2 separate regions of the Dromaius novaehollandiae genome follow, and region 1 is linked to region 2. A link is a contact called in public Hi-C data. All regions are on one chromosome and are shown on one strand. Each heading gives the region's core, a stretch centred on a gene start, on an enhancer-like site or on the middle of the called end of the contact. The rest is flanking DNA. Distances are from core to core; before and after follow the strand shown. Region 1 has its middle 27 kb from the start of SNX13. Region 2 overlaps LOC135327480 (a long non-coding RNA gene).

Region 1 (5,337 bases), core at 471-2,970, 150 kb after region 2:
TTTAGAATTTTAATACTTTCACTAAAAAAAAGTACAAGAACAGAAAAGGAGTAATCACCAAACCTCAGGAGAGCACAGTACTGTATGGAAAGCTTTTAAAAGCATTAGAACCAAACTTGCAAACCCTGAGAGTTCTCCTGTTATATAATACACCAGTATCAAGTGTCTGTAGCTCTCAATGTTCAGTAGGAAAAAGAGCAGGCTTCCCATGATCAAACTTTTAGTCCACTATGCCTGATATTCCCAGTTAGTTGCAATGAAAAAGAATGGGGATTTTGAAAAGAAAAAGATAATTCATGATCTCACATAATGAGGTAATGATAGAAAGAGATTGTATATCCTGCTTTGACTTCTATTGTCTTAATAAATAAGAAAAAGATAGGAAAGAAGAGTTTTAGTCAGAGTTGATGGAAGACTCATTTCTTCTTGGATGTCTTTTTCCTTAACTATGTTGTTTGAAGCAAAGTACATCCACCTGCTTTCTTAAGAAGTGATACATGTTTATAAAGAATAAGGAAAGATTACTTATATATATAATTTAAATAATGACACATTTTTGCTTAGCAAATACCTATGAAAACTGAGACATCACTGCTTCCTCACGTGTCTCCTCGTGTCCTGCCACTCTACCCCCACAGTGGCACTGTCAGAGTGCAACTCTGGGTCTCAGCAGCTTCTGTACAAAGCCCAGCAGCTTAAATGAAACCATCATGGGCAGCAGTTTAAGCAAGGGTGGCCAGGTATGCTCCAGTCGGCTGGCTGCTGAGGGCTGGGAACCTTCAGAGAAAGATGCTAACAGATAGGAATATCTGTAAACATCTGAACTGGATTTCTCAGGACGTGTATTTGGGAGAATATAGCATATTCTACAAATTCATCAGAATTTAGGCATCAAGCCCCCAGTGTTTGGTCTTCGGTGACTGCATACGTCTAACCAAGAGTTACAGAAACACTGGAAATTAAGACACTCCCAAGGTTAGATTACAGGTACCTAAAGTTAATAGTTTGGTGACCCATCTCTCTAGTCCATGTAGACTACATACAATCTCATATGCCTTTTTCAAATAGAATACCTAAGATGAAAACACATATTACTGTACAAAGGTATTTAACAGAGGATTTCCTTACTTTATTTAAGGCATTTAAATTGTGTGTGAGATAGATGTGACAATTTTCATGATCATCCACAGAGAGTTTCTATCTCATAAAATGAAAAATAGATCTGTAAATAGCTTGGACTAGTTCTTGTATTCTCTTGGTCCTTCCAGTAATCTATTATACTCCTCACACTCATCACACTAAATTCAGTTGGACAAGGATATTGGGTTAGATATGTATGAATAAAAACACAATACTGCATTTTGAAACTATAAATATGACTTCTTCAAAACTTAAATTAACTTCATAAGACTATTCAAGTTAAATATCAGACATCGTGTCTGTGGAAAGTCTGAACAGCAAAAAGTGTATTATGCAGCAGGACTGGGTGCAGTTGCAGTGGGGACAGGAGACAGTTCCTTAGACTCTCTGCTATACCCCCAAATGTCTAGCCGCTTTCAAAACTAAAATCTGAACAATACTGAACACCATTTAAAGTACATTAGGTAAGCCAGAAAATAACATTTAAGTCTGAGCTGGGGCCTTTTCCCAGTCCACTCTAAACCAAACAAACAGTTAGCATATGGTACACTGTGCATATGGATTAGATAGAGCATACACACATCTGTTCCCAACTCACTTACAGGTGCTGAAGTTAGTGAGCCTGATCTGGCCTGAATCACTCAGTGTTTTGTCACTGGCATCAGTTACAGCAGGATGGGGTTGTTCGCCAAAGTGTTTAAAAGCAAAATAAAAAAGTTTACACACTATTTCCTTCTCAATATTTTTAAATCCTTCTCTGTCCTTTACTTTCAAAGTATAGCAATTCGCACTTATCAACCCAACTTTGAACACTTTCTTTTAATCCTACCTCTTGCCTTCCTGTTCACTCTTCGTTATAAGCTCCATACTCTGGACTCCTTATTTTTCTCAGTTTTCATCTATTTAGATTATTTCCTGTGGTGAACCATACCATAGCAAGATTTTGATTATTTATACAGTAATTTCTGTGAAAATAGTGTTTAATCATCTGTAGCTTCACACACTAAAAAAGAACCAACCAAGCTGATCTATACCTTTTCCAGCTACCATATGTTCAGTGCTTGAAAATACGTCATACTGTGTATTCATTTCCCTCCCATTGTGAGTAAACAAAATCTGAAGCACTCAGTGATTTTTTTTTTCTGTCCAGAAGGGAGCATTATATCATCTAGTCTGATCTTTTCTATGTATCACAAAACACTTTCTATGACACAGTAGTCTCAGCCTAAATTTTATTTTGATTCATGTATTAAATATCTAGCTTAGATAGACCAGCATTTGGTCCACCAGCAATAACGGCTGGTGTTTTCTTTATAACAGGCTATGCCTTTCATATGTACATGCCTGCCTGTCTTTATGCCTTCTATTAATGTTTCACAATTTATAGTTTTACAAAGAAAATTTTATAACAAAATTTCTAGCTTATTTGGTTTTAAATTTTAGATTTTCCAACTGAAAATCACAGTTCTTGATCAATGCTGCATTTCAAATGTGTGTTCCCGAAGCATCACAGCACATCATTTGAGACTGTTATTGAAATTCTTCATATAGTTCAAATATACATAGGAGGAAAGGGAAAGTCTTTTATGAAAAGATTTCCTTATAAGTCCTAATATTCATAATGCTGTCCATTGACTCTCTTAGTTGTGAAGTATACTGCGAGTCTCAGAAACGACTTTCTGTTAATATGGAGGATGTGTATTCCTCTTCGTGAGCTTTCTTTGCATGTGTAATCCAACATCAATCTGCAAAATTAATCTTTGGAGAGCCCTGAGTAACCTGGTCTGACAACTTAGCTGACCCTGCTTTGAGCAGGAGGTCGGACTAGAACCCTCTTGGGTTCCCTTCTAGCCTGAATTATTCTATGGCCCTATGATTTTCTTCTCCACAGGAAAATATCTTTTCTACAGTCATCAGTCCACTGGTGCTTATGTTTATTTTTGTCTTATCAGGTCCATCTATGAAATCACATTGGTAGCAAACCTCCATGAGAATGAACCAATCACTGCAATTTGTGTGAAGGGTGGTGGAGGTCAGTATGGAAGATACTTGGCTTAGTACAGGCCTTCATTGACTTGTTTTGACTGTATAGCCCAGACGGGTTGTCCCTCTAAATACCTAACTGCATTTAGTGGTATCTGCAGTAAACCTGACCTCAGGAAGAAACTGGACTATAGCTTTCATCTACCATGTCAGTGTAGTAGTATTACTTTTCTAATGGTAAAATCCTCTAGGTGGTTGCACACAGGCTGTGAAGACTCTCCTCTTAAATCACTGCTGCCCTGCACAACCAGAGGGCACAGTGCAAAATTGAGAGCACTAAAATGGAGCTGAAAGACTGTTATTTTTTGCAATTCTAGTAATAGGAATTTGCCAATAACTTTTCAAAGTGCTTACATATTGGACCATTCCTAGTTGCTCCAACAGTTTGTCCATTTTTTGTATAATGAGTACCAAACTTAGGAACCTTAATAACCTGATCTGACAGAACCACACTTCCTTGACTCAATCCGGGATCAATGCAGTGACACTATACCATCACCTGGTGACTCTTCATTCACCCCTAAATTAATTTGGTATATAATTCCTCTGTATTGTGTCTCACATTTCTTTCTGAAGAACATGGGGATATCTTATCCTTAAAGAGGCAGCAGTTCTACAGAGCTCAGCAAGCATAGGTAGCCAGAACAGTTTGCTATGAACCCACAGTGTTGGTACAAACAGACTGTAGAAAGTAAGAAGAAACAGCTGCATTGCAACAGCAAATATTCCAGCAAAGGGCTTCAAAAATGGGTGCAAGTTGCTGAGGAGCATCAACCAACATCGAGCACTTGACATAGCAATAGCAAGAATACTAGAGATACATTCTTCAGTAGCTACTAACTAGTTTGACTCCAAATTTGGTGAAAGGGGAATTGGCAGAGGGAGTTTGAGGGGTCAGAATTGGGCCTTTCTCAGCCATCTCAGATTTATAGAAAAGAGTAACCTTCAGGAAAGCAAAATCTCTGAGTCATCCCCTCTGAAACGCATTTAGTTCAGTGACCTGACTCTGGGAAAGAATATATAAAAATCAGGATAGCTGTTATCACAGCTTGATTTACTTTTTCAGCCTTTATAATGTAATGCTAATCAAGATGCTGCTGCTGAAGCCTACATTTAATAAAAAATGATGGAATAAACTGCCACCTAGAGTTAAAGCCTTGATGTTAATACTGTGTTATGTGTACATTCAAGATAGACAACTCTAATAATACAATATTCAGGACCAAGTCAGCATAGTCTTTGAACACTAGCAAAGTGAGCAGAGAATTGCCAGGGATTACAAATTGAATCTATGTGCATAATTTCTTAACACATATTAATCTATTTAAAAATCACTGCAGAACTGGAGATCATTATTAGCATATGTTATTCTCACCCTCTTTGACAGGAATGTTCTAAATATAAGTGCGGATCAGTAGACAGAACTAGTATTATTGAAAACAAGGTGCCATTTTTTTATTTCTTGGCACTGTCACTTTCAGTCCATTGGGACTGCATACATGTATATATCAGCAAGTCTCCACAATTTTATCTGCTGGTTCATATTATCATATATTATCTACACCTGGTAGAAGAATTCTGAACATTATTTTCATATTTATTTTTAAACTAAAATATTATATTGAACAGATCAACTAACTTTTGAAAATGCTGGCTTAATCTTGTGCCCTCCTGCAGAAAATCACTACCTCAGAGCAGCAGTGGCAGCTGAGCACAGCAGTTAGTCTTGCCAAAAGGTCATTGTCCAAAAGACTCAGAGTCCTGACTCCTGTGAATACCTAGCTTCTCCAGACACTGATGGCTTTTGGCAATCCCTTGACCTCATATAGCACTTTATAAAGATTTTATATAAACAAGTTATCTTCCTATTAGATATACAACAAATATATTAGAGAAACATACAAACCTATGACAGAGAGGGAGATGGAACTCACGTTGTTTTGATACCTTCCCAGGGCACTAACTACCTGTCTCTCCTTTCACATAGCACAAGCTTATTACAAACTCTTTTTAGGCTAGTTTTCTAATGAAATGAGGTTTACCCAATCATGCTGTGTGTCTACAGGTCTGGAAGCCCTTCCTCACTATCTTTCAGACCCAAATCACCCCTACAAACCAAACTGGAAAGAAGACAGTTTAATTCCTACAAGCTTT
Region 2 (5,464 bases), core at 352-2,851:
ATTCTCCCTAGGAGATCTTTCATTGGCCAAAACACTGGGGCCACTGGGTCTACACTGAGGCCTTTGTTGCCTTTCAAAAATGCTAAGTATCATCAGAGGCATAAGTTTCTAGGTATTTATAGGTCAAGACTTGAAAAGTTACTAACTTAGCATTTCTAAAAGATACAGACTGTCTGATTCAAACCATTAATTTCCTAAGTGAACACTTTCCAAAGGCTAGCACCTGCTAGCCCCTTCTAAAAGGAAATGCAGTCCTCATGCTAAACAGTAATTCATCTGTAAGTACAAATGGAAGTCTGCACTAAATACATGGCTTGCATATACACTGTACATATACAGTAAGTTTTACTGCTACACATGAATTTTTCAGAGCATGGCCTGTAACATTTCTCAAAGAGGAACTGTATGCTTCAACATCACTTGTATTCTTGATGGACAAAATGTGTGCATCAAATGTTGTAATTAGTCTAGATTCAGCAGGTTTCATTGTTAGAAAATAGATCACAGAGAAGATGGAGCTCCATTTATTTTGAGTGGTGAAATTTAAGCTATAATTGCCTAATTAAATTTCAAAGCACACTGACGAGTGTGATCAAACTCCATCTGAGTATTTACTAATACAAGCATGGAAATGACCCCTATGAGATCTGGCAACCTCATTAGTGATGAGCAATTAGGAAATAAAAAACTTTAAAAGCTTTAATAAACAGAGAGTGAACATTATGGTCAATCTCAACAGCTGTTGTGCTTTTAAAATTTATGAAAATTTTGAAGACTTAGTGTATGTTATAGTACATTTCCAACATACCCACAACCAATTCCTAAAACACAGTCTGAATTTTCTGAATTGAAACAAAAGGTCTTGAGAGAGACAAATGTAGCCCTTCCATTCCTTTTTGAGCAAAATATTTGAAATCAAAAGCATTCAATTTATGTTATTTAATGCAGCACCCTCTGATTTTATTTTACTTAGGCATTTCAGAAAGCACAAGTAAATTCAAGGACAAACTCAGTAAAAGGAATTAATGCTATAACAGCTAAATTTTATGTGTATTAAACACAGACGGGAATGCAAAATACAACATTAAATACCTCTGTTCCTGTTACAGGGCACAGAAAAATTAGCCACCTGAGAGGGTCAACCACAGAACTAGTGCAAAGAGCAAGAAACAGCATAAAGCTGGCTAACAGGAATCTAAGATAAACAGTGTCTGGGCCAGCTTGTCCAGTTCTTCACAATTAAAAAGATCAGCTTAACAGAATTTTAATTCCAAATACATGCACAAAAAAAATCCATGCTAGTCCTTCAACATACCAAACACCACAAAACACTCCTGAAAATATTTAAAGCAAATACCAGGTTTTTGACATACCTGACCATGAGCCTCAAAAGCAACAGTGTTTAGAAAGAGAAAGAGGGAGAGGAAGAGAGACCAGGGCACACGAGAGCAACCGCAGGAGTTGCCAGCATCCTCAGAGAGAAGGTGTCAGATGAAACAGGCCAGATGATCTTTGTAAATGAACACAGCTCTGTGCTGTACAGGAAGGAAAATGAACCACGTTCATTCCTAGGAAAATTCCTTCCAATCCAAAAGTCAAACCGCCAGTCTAAGCTGGACGTGCACTGAGGACTCACCCCCCAGGGGACTCTTTCCAGAATCCTGGCTTTTTCTCTCCTTCCTCGCTTTGACCGAGCAGGTCACTCAGATCAGCACGTCTACTTGACTGGGCCCCAAACCACCGCTGAGTTTCTGCATCTCATGATTTACACCACCAGTTCCCAACTAGTGAAACATAGCACAAAACCTAGGTATTAACCTCCCCACACCAGAGCTGACTCCACGCAGCATGCCAGCTAAGCTGGGCTTGTTCACTTAGGCTACCTAGCTGTGATACTGGAGGTGCGAAGGCTGCGATTGGCGGAATGAAGGTATAATAGACCCAGGGCAAGAAACACGAGGAGGCAACAGCAGTGCAGCCTAAAGGCAGCAAAAGACATACAAAGAAGAGGCATTGGTATGAGCATGGCCGGGGGGAGCTGCAGCAGTCGCAGGATGGGAGAGGCCAGGAGAAGGCCATGCCAGCAGCCAGATTCAAGTTTCCAGAAGCCTGTGAGAGCTCGTTTCACCTCCAGAGCTTTTACATGAGCAAGGAGCGGCTGCAGGCAGGGAAGTGGCTTTATATCACTTTTCGAACCATGGGCACTGTGGGTGGGTGGGTGGGTGGGTGTGGTTTTTTTTTTCTATTTGGGGCAGAGGGGTGGAGAATCCAGCCCGTAGCCTAGCAAGAGAGGCAAAAAAAATCCTGTCAATTATATTGGCCTGAAGACACTCCAAAAACTGTTTTTCCCCCTTATGCCTCTTCCTTTAAAAGCTCAAACGCAGCAGAACTCACTATAAATTATTCATTTGAATATGAGAAGATCCTTTGTTGTCCATTATTCATCCTTCCCTGCTGCTACGGAAATCAACTCAACAGTTTGTGACTGGGTGTGACTCCACCTGTCCCATTCGGAAACCTTTACTGACCTTCCTGCTATTTCTTTACAGCATGGCTGTCCTTTCAGCAGCACAGCTTTCCACCATCTTTAACTGACATATTTTTCCATATCTCTAACTGACATATTTTCTGAGAAGGAACAAAGCAATATTGTAAAAACAATCAACATTTACTACTTGCATTTCCCATCACTGCATCTTTGGTTTCCAGGAGCAAACCAGAAAGTGTCTTTATGTTCTGCTGTGTGATTTTCAGCAGTACTGCATTATTCTTCAGCAACTGTGAGAAGCTGTTGAAGTTCAGAAAAGGAAGAGTACCATACCATATAAAATGGCAAACGATGCCAGAGAGAAGACTAAAACACTACCAACTATACACACAGGACAGGAAATGTAGTATTAGACTATTATTTGCTTCATTTTAATCCCACCCTACTAAGAGCCTTTACAGGCTATTTATAGTTATAATTAAATGTGCTTGGTTTGTCAACATCCTCTACAATAATTCTAGTAACAATTTAATTACTAAAAACTCCTTTTGCTTTTATACCATTAACATCGGAGATTGATAACAAAAGCGCAGGATAATTAGATGGGGATATTTAAACCAAATAGAATTCATGCATTTATTACACACTTGGTTGACTGACTAAAATTAGGCAACTAATCTGAATATGAATGATGAAAAATAACAATGATGAAAAAAACAATTAAAAAACAATACAGAGATAAATGCAATGACTTTTCTCTTTTTAGCCCTAAGTGCCATTTCTATTCCTGATTATGAAAGCAGCCTAATCTGATTTCCTATTTGGTTTGTGGCTGCAGGCTGCCAGGAAAGCACATTGTTAATTGATCAGCAGAAAATATTTCATTTCTTTTCATTTATGTTTAGGCTTTGATCTTAATTTCTCTTGTGATTTCTGCCAGGATTGTTTGTCATACTTTAGAAAATCCATGAGCCACACAGGAGATGCTAAGCTTATATCCAGGCATTTGGTTATGAATAATCTTCCTATAGTCTAATTTACATAATTTTATTGTTTTGTGGATTCTTCCCATGCAGATACATTACTGCCAGTGCAACTGTACTTAAACTCATGTCAATGGAGTCTGCTTCTGAGAGTTATAGTTTGCATATAAAAATCTATTCTGAGCTGAAATATGGCATATATCACAAAGTAATGCCTCAGAGGAAATTCATTTCAAAGAATGTCAGGAGGAAGATCAGTTTGGCTATATTAACCTATTGGAATGCAAAATAAAAACAGAATATGGTGATTTCTAGAGCATTTCTTATAGCTTAAGACTCTGTTGTTTCGTTTAATTTTTAGCCTGGTACTGCATGCAGAATTCTGCCTTTGGGTCTGGGATGTTCAAGAATTATCAGTTGAAACAGGTAATTAATATCGTGTTTAGAAAGAGCAGTTTTCAGTGTCAAACAATGTACTGAGAAAAGATGTCAGCATCATTTATTAAATAATTGAGCTATTTTATGGAACTTTGTCCATTCTAAAAACCTGCTACTTTTCAGAGGTGCTAGCACCAGGAATACCTGTTAATGAGATTCTAATATCTAAAACATTATCAGCGTTGCAAGAATATTTTCTCATTTCATCGCCCAACACTGTAACTGAGAAAAGACCTTTAGATTCTGTTTATTATGTTACTATATGTTACTTTCTTCTGAATTACCTGCATGCCTCACAATCTTTGAAAGTGTTTACTGAATACCAGTAGGAAGCAGGAAGAACTGCTTTTTCAAATACAGAAGAGAAGCACAGGGAAGCTGAAGCCAGATACACAGGCCTCCCACCACTTAAAACACAAAAACCCTTTTGTTCTTCTGGAGTACATGATTTGGGCTCCGTAATTCTCAAACAGTCCTCAAAACACAGTCTTCTCCACTCTGAGAAGCTGGTTCAGGTTGATCCCAGGCCAACGCAGCCATTGGAAAGAGCAGGCATTAATGAAGGAGATCCCCACAACAGCTCCTTGAGAACCAACCAACCAGCCTTGCCTTCTTCCCACATCTTTACCAGTCTTCCAGATCCATAAATGTGTCTCAAGGCCAGCCCCGAGCCCAGGCAGCCAAACTCCAATAGGACAAAATACGCTTAGGGCCCTGACATTTATTACCACCTCAAAAGACTAAATAAAATACTTTGTCCCTTAACCTTGAAGATGCAGAGTTCAATTTTACTTGTGCTTTAATTGCTAACTTTGTTGCACATGCAGAAAAAAAAAGAGAAAGCTGAAAAAAGTATAAATGGTTTAAGTAATTCAGATATGATTGCAATTTGCATATTTACAGTATATAATTAAAATATTAAAAGGTAATTCCTAATATAGTAAGGATTATAATTTCCACTATAATCTCAGGTATATCCGCAAAGCATTATATGGACAAGCCTCCTTCTTGCCCTGCTACTGTGCTGATGCAACTAGCTTCCGAATGTTAGTGTGATGCCAAGCCTGAGTTAAATGTGACTTCTCAACGCAGCATATTAGTTCAGCACTGGCAAACTTGCTGCCAAAGTTTCTAAATACAGTTCCCACATCCTTTGCAGACAGTCTTTTCACTAGTAACACCTTTGTAAACATATTGTTTTAATATACTGTTTAACCTAATGCTAAAGGGAGTAAAAATATAACAAAGAAAGTTATTTAACATGAGAGCTTAGCTAAACCAAATGTAAGCAAGGAAGTGCTGTAAAGAATGATACTCATCACCTCACCCCATTGAGGCCAGCTAATGGAATTTAAGTGATCCTTCGAGGAGCAGGTAATTTTATGTACTATGACAGCACAACAGAATAAGAAAAAGTTTTCAGTATTTAATGAATTTTCTGGCTATTCATGTTTGAAGCTCTCTACCTTTGTATTTCCTTGTGTACACATATTTTTGTAATGTTTGTTTCCATGCTTTGGTGTATTTCAGTTTTACTGACAAGTCTTCCCTCACG

What was found. A called contact is a pair of places that touch in the nucleus more often than the background predicts.
Region 1: a contact with region 2 is called in a Hi-C map of ovary, with 4 times the contacts expected there. The contact joins two enhancer-like sites. A contact is called at or near these places in 3 of 4 Hi-C or Micro-C datasets (brain, liver and ovary).

What each region holds. Positions count from the first base shown.
Region 1 is chr2:41,928,486-41,933,822 of bDroNov1.hap1, forward strand. No RefSeq gene overlaps it. Among named protein-coding and RNA genes, the nearest start is that of SNX13, 27 kb to the right of the region's middle. Within about 2 kb of position 1,721, at least 2 of the 2 cell types and tissues checked have open chromatin away from gene starts, as enhancers often do.
Region 2 is chr2:41,778,045-41,783,508 of bDroNov1.hap1, forward strand. The region is part of intron 3 of LOC135327480 (a long non-coding RNA gene); the gene reads right to left. Among named protein-coding and RNA genes, the nearest start is that of HDAC9, 79 kb to the left of the region's middle. Within about 2 kb of position 1,602, at least 1 of the 2 cell types and tissues checked has open chromatin away from gene starts, as enhancers often do.